Linked DNA regions of Mus musculus: all the other regions are linked to region 1. Evidence: chromatin contacts called from public HiChIP or PLAC-seq data. All regions are on one chromosome and are shown on one strand. Each heading gives the region's core, a stretch centred on a gene start, on an enhancer-like site or on the middle of the called end of the contact. The rest is flanking DNA. Distances are from core to core; before and after follow the strand shown.

Evidence for each region. HiChIP or PLAC-seq counts read pairs in DNA pulled down with a chosen protein or histone mark.
Region 2: a FOXA1 HiChIP or PLAC-seq map of pancreatic cancer cells shows a contact between it and region 1. The contact joins two enhancer-like sites. A contact is called at or near these places in 1 of 15 datasets of contacts at CTCF or cohesin (embryonic stem cells), 4 of 484 Hi-C or Micro-C datasets (the CH12 cell line, the N1E-115 cell line, bone marrow-derived macrophages and 1 more), 4 of 115 datasets of contacts at active chromatin or transcription factors (double positive thymocytes, embryonic stem cells, large pre-B cells and 1 more) and 3 of 9 other capture datasets (adipose tissue, embryonic stem cells and liver).
Region 3: a FOXA1 HiChIP or PLAC-seq map of pancreatic cancer cells shows a contact between it and region 1. The contact joins the promoter of Gkn1 here to the enhancer-like site in region 1. A contact is called at or near these places in 9 of 39 promoter capture datasets (the C10 cell line, the HPC-7 cell line, cranial neural crest and 5 more), 2 of 484 Hi-C or Micro-C datasets (bone marrow-derived macrophages and embryonic fibroblasts), 4 of 115 datasets of contacts at active chromatin or transcription factors (cardiomyocytes, embryonic stem cells, large pre-B cells and 1 more) and 3 of 9 other capture datasets (adipose tissue, liver and macrophages).

What each region holds. Positions count from the first base shown.
Region 1 is chr6:87,124,884-87,128,711 of GRCm38.p6, reverse strand. No RefSeq gene overlaps it. Among named protein-coding and RNA genes, the nearest start is that of D6Ertd527e, 22 kb to the right of the region's middle. Within about 2 kb of position 1,476, at least 35 of the 459 cell types and tissues checked have an H3K27ac peak or open chromatin away from gene starts, as enhancers often do. A contact at or near this core is called in the N1E-115 cell line, liver and pancreatic cancer cells, where this site is marked.
Region 2 is chr6:87,257,757-87,261,444 of GRCm38.p6, reverse strand. All of the region lies in intron 9 of Antxr1 (anthrax toxin receptor 1), which reads left to right. All of the region lies in intron 3 of Gm38851 (a long non-coding RNA gene), which reads right to left. Among named protein-coding and RNA genes, the nearest start is that of Gm34170, 23 kb to the left of the region's middle. Within about 2 kb of position 2,319, at least 35 of the 459 cell types and tissues checked have an H3K27ac peak or open chromatin away from gene starts, as enhancers often do. A contact at or near this core is called in the N1E-115 cell line and pancreatic cancer cells, where this site is marked.
Region 3 is chr6:87,349,481-87,353,074 of GRCm38.p6, reverse strand. It overlaps Gkn1 (gastrokine 1), which reads left to right and starts at 2,160. Exons shown (of 6, transcript NM_025466.1): 1 at 2,160-2,214. The coding sequence starts at 2,203.

The DNA.
Region 1 (3,828 bases), core at 227-2,726:
GGTCCGTGCTATGATCACATGGGGATTAGAGATAAAGTGGACCACCATCTCTGTTGTATGGGGAATTCCAGATGTTTTCACTCTACTGCAAAAGAAGTTTTCTTCTCATTAACAATAACTGTGTCCATTGGCCAACCAGCCTGTTGATGCAGGGTCTCACCATCTTGCCAAACAGGCAGGCTGAGCAAGAAAGGGGAAAGAAGAATTGCCCTGTTTGTGGCTGAAAATGGGATTTCAGAGGAGGCAGGGTCCTGCTGCTGCTCTGTGTCCCTCAGTTGTAGACCATCAGTGCATCCCAGTCACCAATAATCCATACACGCACTGCGGGTCACAGAGTTACCAGCCAACCAATGTCGGTTGTGCAGATAAATGTAAACAAGGAACCTCGTTTCCAAGGAATCTCATTCCCAAGCATTCAAGAAAACTAGCAATAGATATGAAAACTACGTCTTGGATAGGATTTCCTTTGAGGAACTTAGGTCACCAGGTATGGTGGCATTTGCTTTTGGTCTCAGCAGAGGCAGGGGAATCTCTGCAAGTTCCTGGTTCTGGCTAGCCAGGGCAACATAGTGAGACTCTGTCTCAAGAAAAAACAAACATAAAAGCAAACAAGCAGCCAGAAAGTACTTCTCATGTAAGCATGGAGCCTTGAGTTAGAATTCCCAGCCCCCACATAAAATCTGGACCCAGGATTTAATCCAGGATCTGGAGAAGTGGAGGTCAAAGGTCACAGCCAGCCTGGTTAGCTGAACTGATGAATGTGGGATCAATAAGAGACGTTGTCTCAAAGATAACATGGGTGAGCCAGTGATGTTGCTCAGTGTGAAGGCACTTGCCACCAACCCAGACAGTCTGAGTTCGATCCCTGGGACTCACAGAGTGGAGGAAACAAAATGACTCCTGAAAGAAAGCGGTTGTCCTCCAGCTTTTGCGCAGAGGCTGTGCTGTGCACACCCACACACCTGTAAGTAATAGTGTAATTTTTAAAATAAGGTGGAGAGTGACCAGGGAAGACACCTATAACCTGCGCTCTCTACACACAGATACACAACTGTGGATGCACAGAGAGTGGGGAAGCAAGGGGGAGGGGAGAGCGGTGTGGGGAGAGGAGAGGGGGAGAGCACACACCAGTAATTAAGATCTCAGTTCCACTTCCCCATGCCCTTCAAGCAAATATTCAAGTATTCCCCAGTGTGGGCTCTCCCTAGGTGGTATTGGATGGCTCCTTCTGACAGCTCATTCACTCTGTCCTCTCTGGGTCACTTCTCAATGTGTACATACATACACTCCATGTCAACTGGGTCAAAGTCCCTTTCTGCTTTTCACTTGGAAAGAAAAATAAAAACAAATGCAAGGAATGCAGAGTAGGACAGCAGCAGGGAATGCCAGCCCTGGCCTTCATTAGAAGAGCCAGCTCTATTTTTACCTCATTTGTTTACTTAGCATCCTGTCACGGGACCGGATCTCTGCTATCCCATAACGGGTGGAGCACGCAGCATGTCTGCCTCAGTCAGGAGTCCAGCTGCTGTACGAGCATGTACATGTGCACACCTGCCAGAAAGGACCCTCTCTTCGGCTGCTGTTAAGTTCAGTCATGTGACTGCTTGTGGACATTAATGCTCACTTGCTCTCTGTTTCTCTTTTAATTAACTAAACTTAATTCTGAACATTTGCTGATATACAGAAGATTAAGAAAACAGAGAGAGCGGCGCCTGACCTCGCCTCAACTGGCCCTGCTGTTAACAGCCCCATGAGCCTGGTGTGTCTATTATCCTGAACTTGCTTTTGATGCCTTACCAGATACTAATGTCCACAGAGTCTGCCCCGCTTTCTACAGTTCTGTGGAACACCAATGCTCTGTTGTGTATATGCATCCGCCAGGAGCCACATAGTGGCAGATGGAATCGAGGCATTGTCCTAAGCACCTAAATGATTCACCTATTAAACCCTCTTCCCCTCCCCCAACCCTCAGCCCTGCATCCTAGAATTCTCCAGAAGGACAGAGTCCACGTGCATGCATATCTGCATCTATAGAGATATCTCTATAGATGCAGATAGGTCAGGGGCTTAAGGTCTCTGCTTACATGACTATCTATGGTGACCAAAAAAATCCATCAGTCTGAAGACATCATAGTATGACAGACACAGTGGAGTTTCAGAGGCAGGGAACCCAAAAGTAGAGCTCTGGGGTCAGGGAGAAAAGCCTGAGACGCTGAAAAGGCTGTGGTAAATCCTAAGTCCAAACACTGGAGCGCCTGTGGGGTACTGCTACCAAGTACCAGGAAACAGTGGAGCAGGTTCAACACGGGGGCCTCATGGGACCCATCCCAGTTCCTCGGAGCTCCAGGTTTATAACAAATGGACAAGAAAGGCCACCCAACCTCAGACCCTACAGGGATAAGGATCTGATTGGTCCATCTGACTGCTATCCAGACAAGTCAGGGATGCTGGCTGAAAGTGAGAAGCTAGCAGAAGATGGAGGTGACCAGGATCCACCTCAAGCCTCAGTATCAGCTACAGTAACAACAGCTTAATGCAGTTCACCAGTTAGTTACAGCTCATGTAAGTTCCCAGGAAATGAGACAAATTAGAACCAGCAGGATAGAATACTCCGCTCTGACAGCATGACACCAAAGGCTGCTCTCTGCTCCGAACCCCTCTACAAGGCTAGAACCTTGTGCCCAAGCTGCTGGGACTATCACCACTAATGAATGGCTCCTGGCTGAGTTCCTGCCACAGAGAGCTCCTTAGTTACACTCCCTTCCAGTAAGTCGGACAAAACCACAGCCTAGCCGGGTAGAGTGGCGCAAAGACCTCCCCCTTGCCTCAATTTCGGAATGTTCCGAAAGACTCCTAGCTCTGGAACTCCCCTGCATCAGCGAGGTCCCCTGTGCGTGTGCTGCCCATCTCTTTCCCTTTGTTGTTCATTACGAACAACCTAACTTGAATTACAAACCAACGTTCGAAAAACTAAAACCATAGTAAAATTGGTTTACTTGAGTCAGTACATAATCAATATTTTTGAAATAAATTTAAAAGTGGTCGTTTAATTATTTTCTATTAAATCTTCAAAGCCTGCCGGGTGCTTTATGTTACAGTGTCTCAGTGCTGGATAGATGCACTTCACAGACTCAAGCACCACATGTGGCCCGCAGCTACCACATTACACAACCCAGCAGCTGTGGATGTTCCAAAGAATCGAATTGCAAGGTCGTAAGATGCACACGCTTCAACGTCAGCCAATGTTGACTATTTTTTTCCAGATTCTGTACCAATTTATACTTTGAGTGAAGCCTTTGAGTGCCATGTTATTCCACACGCTAGACAAAGCATGGCTTCACTCAGAACCTCTGAGCTGAGGGAGGAGAGGAGAAGGCAAAGGCAGACAGACAGACAGACATTGAGAAAATATGGCAGAAGCTGAATGACTTGAGAAGTGGTTAAACAGCAGCATCAGGGCAGTGTGCGTTTCAACTGAACCCGTAAAGAATTTTCTCATTGTCTTGACTGTGTCCCATACTACCCCATTCGTTCATTGTCTAGGGTTCCTATTGCTGTGACGAAACACCATGACCAAAGCAACTCAGGGAGGAGAGGGTTTGTTAGGCTCATAGATCTACATCACTGTTCATCCCCAGGAGGAGTCAGGACAGGAACTCAAGCAGGGCAGGAACTAGGAGGCAGGAGCTGATGCAGAGGCCATAGCAGGGTGCTGCTTGCTCATCGTGGCTTGCTCAGCCTGCTTTCCTATAGAATCCAAGGCCACCAGCCCAAGGACAGCACCACCCAGATGGGCTGGACCCTCCCCTATCTAGCACTAATTAAGGA
Region 2 (3,688 bases), core at 1,070-3,569, 130 kb before region 1:
CAGAAAGGAATTGATTGGAACTGAGGCTGGGCCACACTCAAGAGTCCTTACTGGCACGTCCAGAAAGGACATCACACGCAGCCCCTCACAGGGTCACTTCAGAGGTGGTTGTAGCACCCACTGTTCCCCACAGCTTCTCACGAGGCAGGGAAGGTTACCCCCAAAGTTTCACATCTGCTGTTGGAATTTAGAGACGTGAAATAGACTCATTCGGGCAAAGTCAGATGAAAGTTTCATCTCTTGACCTTCTCAGTGTTTTGCAAAGCACTCCTGCCTGACACTAGACTCTCTTCTGAATGAACGTTTCATAATCTTCTAGACAGACACACCCCCTTCCAATCAATATTTCTGATAGGAAGAAGAACTCTCATATGCTGTCAATGAGAGTGCAAAGTGGGAAGCCACAGTGGAAAACAGGTTTTAAAAGATTTATTTATTTATTTAATGTATATGAATATTGCATGTATACCTATATGCCAGAAAAGGTCATCAGATCACATTATAGATGGTTTCAGGCCACCATGTGGTTGCTGGGAACTGAACTCAGGACCTCTGGAAGAATAGCCAGTACTCTTAATTGCAGAGTCATCTCTCCAGCCCTGAAAATAATTTCTTAAAATAATTAAACATACACTGACTGAATGGGCCAGCATTACTAGCCCTATACATTTGCCCAAGAGAAAAAGGGAGATGAAGTCTATGACCAGACAAAATGAACAGACAGTTGCTCATATTAGCTGTTTTTAATAGACTCAAAGCTGTAAACCACTCATGTATTCACAAGCAAGTGAGTGGACAGCAACAATTTAATTTTGCTGTATATTGGAATAATACTGAGCCCTGAAACAAGCCCTGTGTAAACCTCAAAGTAATCCCAGGTGAGTCTTAATCACACTACGAAAGAAGCCGAGCAAAGCAGCTCATCTGTGTGGCTCCAGCCTCATGAGCTTCTAGAAAATGCAAACTGATGTAGAAGTCATCTTATAGGGGTTTCAGCCCCACTCTAGCCCATGTAGCACCCAAATAAAAGATACAGAGACACTGTATTTTATTGACTAGATGTGGTACGAGGCTTTCAGGTTCTGAGTTAGCCTAGCCCACATCCCAACAGTGTTATTTGCCAACCGAATCTTGCTCTGTTTGCTCTGCTCCATGTGTGTCCTCAGGGAGATTTTCTCTTGGCCAAGTGCTCATGGTCTATCCTCATGGCTCATCCTGCCTCATAGCGACCTCCTTCTTACCCTCTTTTTCCTTCCCTTAATGGTCCCTACCTGAGACCCACCCCCTACTCCATCTCAAGTCACGCCTTCCTCTCCCTGCCCAGTCACAGGCTCTAGCCTTTATTACTCAATCAGAGATTATTGTGGTGTATTCTTTACAGCACATTGGTCAATGTTACAATGCCCATGTTCACACTGCAACCTGATCTGGGGGCACAGAACTCAGCATCTGAGTACAACTCAGAACTCTGAATACACAGTGCACAAGACCAACCCCCAACAAAAGGATGCTTCCTTAGAAAGCAGACCAGTGGTTCCTGGGAGAGAAGGGCGAACAGGAACAGCTGTTAAAGGAAACAGAGGGAAACAGTGATGGTTAGAAAGAGGTCACCATCCTGTCTGCTGTCAAGTGTGTGTCTCATGTCAATCCTACCCTTCCCGTGCATGCTAGCCTATGCCAGTTATGTCTCACAGAAGTTGTTATGAAATCCAAGCGTTCTAATATATGTTACAAGGTGCAGTAAGCATTTATTAGGAAAGAAAACCTAAACTGACCTACAGGATGAAGTATCCCTGACCATAGTGAGATAAAGCAGTACTGAGTGAGAAGAGCAAGAAGAAAATATGCAAATATTCAGAGAGTGGGAGGAACCCACCCTAAAACTATGCATTGTAATTTAAAAGGGGGGGATTGAAGAAAGGAAAGGAAAGAATGTAGAGTAAGTTTGCCAGACCCCTTGGTTTTTGCTCTTTTTAATTCACAAACTATGAAAATTTCCCTTTCAAAGCATACAATTTATTTGTTGTTTTTAACATATCAGTTTGGTATGGCCACAGAAGACACCTAATTCCATAATGCTTTCATCATCCAGAAAGAAACTGTGTACCTAGTGAGCAGCCACTCCTCACCCCACCCCCAACAGCCACCACTGCAGCCACTAATCTGCTTCCTGTCTCTAACTTGGCGAAGTTGGGCATTTCCCATGATTGGAATCCTGCCATGCACAGCCGTTGGCATCTGATTTCCCTCATTTAGCACAGTGTTCCTAAGGCTCCCATGTCATTGTGTGCGTTAGAACCTGGCCTCTCCTTGTGGTTAGGTAATATTCTATTATGTAGAGAAGCTTACACGTCAGTTCATGGGCGTCTGTCATTCCTGTTGGAGGCTCTTAGGAAAATGCTATTGTGAGTTCTTGTATGTGTTTTCATTTGTGTTTCTGTAATGACTAATGATGGTGAACATACTTTCATTTGTTAACCTCAGAAAATACACAGATTAGTCCAAGCTGGGACCTGAATACACGAGCACCTTGCTTTTTCCCCTCTTGCTCTTTCTTTCATCCAATGAGCTTACATGGAGACAAACCCACCCCAGGTCAGACACAGACAAGCATCCAGAAGAAACAGAAATGCTAGCTTCTGCCACTAAGAACCTTACATTACCATTAGGGATAAAAATTACAAAAGGATCCTTATGAACTGATATGTCCTGGGGATACATTCCTTAAAGGATAAATGTCACCAAAGATTAAATTCAAGATCGCTGCACATAGACAATTCTACCCTGAAGGCCCACAGTCCACTGAGACACATCCTGAGGGAGCTAGGATCCTACAGAGGGTCCTGTGTGCACATTTCCTGTAAGCAGTGAACTGTGAAGGGCAGAGGGAGGGTTCTGAGGATCAGGAGCATTAGAGTGGGGTGCCCTGGGTAAGGTGTATCCTGCTTCCTCCCTGCTACAGACTCATCACACAGTGTTGGATTATACAACTTCTCTGTACAAGGCGCTGGCATTCCAGTGGGGCTGCTGGGTCAGATGTTTGAGCTGTTCTGGAAACCAAATGTGTGCACTGACATGAAAATTGTGCCAGGCAGGGTAAGAGCCCGCCTCTCACTCCGGCTCTTCTCCCCAGGCCTAAGTGGTTGCATGGTTTGGTTCTCATCATTGGGTCCCTGCTGTCTTCCTTCCTCAACAAGCTGAGGCTGAGCCAACCAGACATGTGGGGACCTTCTTTTATAGAGGCCTCAACAGCTGAACTGGCGGTGCTGAACATGGTGTTAGAGAAGGGAGCTTGGCGTGCAGCCTCTTTCCAGCCTCTCCTCTCCCTTTGCTGATCTGTGAGGAAACGGGAGGGAGGCCTAAGGCAAGGCAGAAAACATGCAAAATCAGCAGAAGTGTCAACCAGATGTCTATATGCCTGGCATTCAAACTAGAAACTAGCTGACTTGAGGAAATAAGATGCAGTAAGTGTCTACCGCCCACTGAACCAGATGATGTTCAGCAATGCACCGGAGTGTGGAGCATATAAAGTGTTAAATCCACTTTTCTTAACTTAGCAATTGTGTGCAAGTATCAACATGCGTATATAAATCCTTACTGCTCATGACTGCAGTCCTGAAAAAAAGTATCGATTAATGAAGTTCCCAACCCAAGGCTCTGACCCTGAGAATATGAGTCTAACTTTGCT
Region 3 (3,594 bases), core at 911-3,410, 220 kb before region 1:
TCAGCATTTCACAGATCCACATGTCACCTTGAGTTCTTAGTAAGGTATGACACACAGAATGTGTGCTGGGAATTGGACAGGTGCCCCCAATTACCATTAGAGGCCAAGTCTAAAAGCAGGGCTGTCACACCCACTCTGACCTCTACAGTGCTATCTAATTATGGTCTCTGAAACATGGGAAGACCTCTCCACGGCTTGCTGCCACCAGGGTTCTTGACTTTATACAGTTAAAGAATGAACTTGAAATCTTTTGAGGATGAATTCAAACAGCAGGCCATCTTTCACCAGCACTATCCGAATCTAGCCATACCAGCATTCTAGAAGAGATGCAGGCAGTGAGCTAAGCATCAGACCCCTGCAGCCCTGTAAGCTCCAGACCATGGAGAAGAGGAAGGTTGTGGGTTCAAGGAGCTTTTCAGAGTGGAAATCTGTGGATCAGTGATTTATAAAACACAGTTTCCCCCTTTATTAGATTTGAACCACCAGCTTCAGTTGTAGAAGAGAACAGGTTAAAAAATAATAAGTGTCAGTCAGTTCTCCTTCAAAACTATTTTAAACGTTTACTTATTTTGCCAAGTGACAGTCTCTGCTTCCTCTCCTAGGAGAAGTCTTCCCTTATTTTAATATAATATTTGAAAGTTTTCATTATCTAGAGCAGTGGTTCTCATCCTGTGGGCCATGAGCCCTTTGGGGGGGTTGAACGACCCTTTCACAGGGGTCACATATCAGATATCCTGCATCTTAGCTATTTACATTATGATTCATAACAGTAGCAAAATTAGTTAGGAAGTAGGAACAAAATAACGTTATGGTTGTGGTCACCACTATGTTAGAGGGTCGCAGCATTCAGGAGGGTTGAGAACTGTTGTTCTAGAGGCAAATAAGAAGACAGAGTTCCTTGATAGGGCCCAGAGGCAGTGAAAGAAGTTTCCACGTAGAAAGTGAAGAAGGTCTGGTGTCCGAAGCAGTGAGGAACTTAAAAAAAGAAAACCAAAAACATTGCCAACTAACAGTCCAGGAGAAGAGCGGGGCATGAAAGGCTGAGTTCCCATGGGATGCCTTGAATGGAATCAGAGTGTGGGAAAATTGGTGTGGCTGGAAGGCAGGTGCCGGGCATCTCAGACGCTGGTAGCTGGGGAAACAGGAAACCCCTTTAGGATCCCAAGATGCCATTCCAATGAGCTTGAGATTTTTCTCATGGACTGCCAGTGAATGTTTCTACGCTCCGGAAATTAATGTTTACTTATTTTCCATATTCTAGGGGAGAACCCTGGGAAAAATGGAGGACATTCATTGAAATATCTGAGTCCTGGGATAAGGCAGGCTTGGTCCTACAACTCTGGTAAAAGTCCATCAGGAAGTGCCTTGACCAAGGCTGGAGTGGAGAGCTGTTGGTGAGATGTAAGGGCAAGGTTTAGTTGCTAGATATGTAGATGGCAAGATGGTGCTGCCAACAGCCCCCAGAGCTCTAACCCACTGAGAAACCCAGGAATGAATGATGGGAGATGGCTTTGGTGCCAGCTGCTAGTGACATGGCTGGAAAGCTGCACTGGCTTCGAGGCCAGACAATTCCTCAAGGAAACATCTGGCCAGGGTGCAAGGGCCAGTTTCCTTCCTTGGAGTTCCTTTCACAGCTAAGAACATCATCCCCCAACCACTGGTTTTGTTAAAAAGTTTTCAGTATGACTTGAGCATGGTCAAGAAGCATAGAGAGGGGGAAATAAGGGTGGAAGGAGCTGGAGAAAGCTTACAATAGGACTGGGTAAAGGGAAGGAGAAGAAACCATTCCCGCATTCCCATAGGAGCCAGTACCAGGAAGGGCAGGTGTACACACAGATCTCATCTAAGGCCATGTTTGGTTTAGGGATTACTCTTCTCCTGAATCTGAGCAGCAGCAATACGTAAAATACCCACACCCATGGCTTCCATATTCCAGAACTTATCACAAACCGTGTAGAGTTTACTGAGATACCTTCGTCAGAGGATGAGTCAGAGGCCTCCTGCCTAAGGGCCCTACTGAGCAGGCAGCTAAAGGCTTCCGGGCCTCTGCAGCTCCACAGATACAGGAGAGGGAAGCAGATAAGCCGTGGACTCCACCTGAGCACACCTAGCTTGAGCAAAGCTGGTCAGGTACAAATAGCAGAGGGCTGAATGTCTGTGAGCACGCCGCCTGATCCTCTGCTCCACCACACTCCTGCCGCCATGAAGCTCACAGTAAGTCAGATCTTCCTTTTCAATGCAGCACCATACAACATTAATAGTCAGGGGTGAGGGGGTCTGACTCTTACGGCACTGTTACCATAGTGGAAATATTCTCCTTCCTTTTCATGGAATCATGGTGTTTACAAGCATGTCCATAGAGAAGAAGAATTGCCCCGGAAGAGCCTGTCACAGGCTGAATACTGTAGAATTGTCTTTCACACCATCTGTTCCAAGGTTCTACTTAAGACGAGCAGTCTCTGGGCTCCAGAAAGAGTCTTTCTTAGCCTTGATCTCTTTCTTATTTCTGATTTCTCCTTTCTTATCCATGATTTCCACTTTTACCAGTTCTGGGCATGTTCCGGTCAGACTGGAAGATCACTGTTGTCAAAACTAGTCTTCAACACTCTTGGCTGTTAACATGAAAACAACGGTCCTTGGGCCCTGTGCAAGCATTTCTTGGAGAAAGTCTCTGGGGATGAAGCTATCTCAGTTTCCCCACTGAAGTCCTAGGATACAGAGGCTCAAACAGAGTGCACATATTCAATTTCAGCATACTCTATTGGCGCTGCTTTATGAATCATATGAATTTATGGAATTGGAAATGTAAACTATGACCAAGAAGCGTCCACCTCAGAACAGGTTGGGTGGGGAACTCCAAGCACAGGCCAGAGGGCTGCGTTTCTCTTCTAGTTCTGTCTAGAGGAGTGATTCTCGACCTTCCTAATGCTGTGACCCTTTAATACAGTTCCTCACGTTGTCGTGACTCCCAGCCATAAAATTACTTTCATTGCTACTGCATAACTGTAATTTTGCTACCATTATGAGTTGTAATGTAAATATCTGATATGCAAGATACCAGATAACCTAAGAAACGGTTGTTTGACCTTTAAAGGGGTCACAACCCACAGGTGGAGAACTACTGGTCTAGGGTCCTTTACAGTCCTTTAGCTGCCTCATTTACAGGAGATAACATCATGCTCAAAAACTCCCTCCACATTTGGCTTTTTGGGTTGTTTTGTTTTGTTTTTCAAGACAGGGTTTCTCTGTGTAGCCCTGGCTGTCCTGGAACTCACTTTGTAGACCAGGCTGGCCTCGAACTCAGAAATCCGCCTGCTTCTGCCTCCTGAGCGCTGGGATTAAAGGCGTGCGCCACCATGTCTGGCTCACATCTGGCTTTTTAAGAGACCGATTTTAACTCTCTTGCATTGAAAATAAATATAGTAGAAATGCTTAACCTACTAAGACAATAAAAACAGGATTCCTTCTGCTAGGAAGAACACGTTCCAGACTAAGGAAAAAAACCTTTTCAGGGCTTTCATTACACTGTGCCATGCACTAATTTTATGTTTTCTTCATCAGTTTTCAGTGTCTGAAATTCAGTGTCAAAATTCT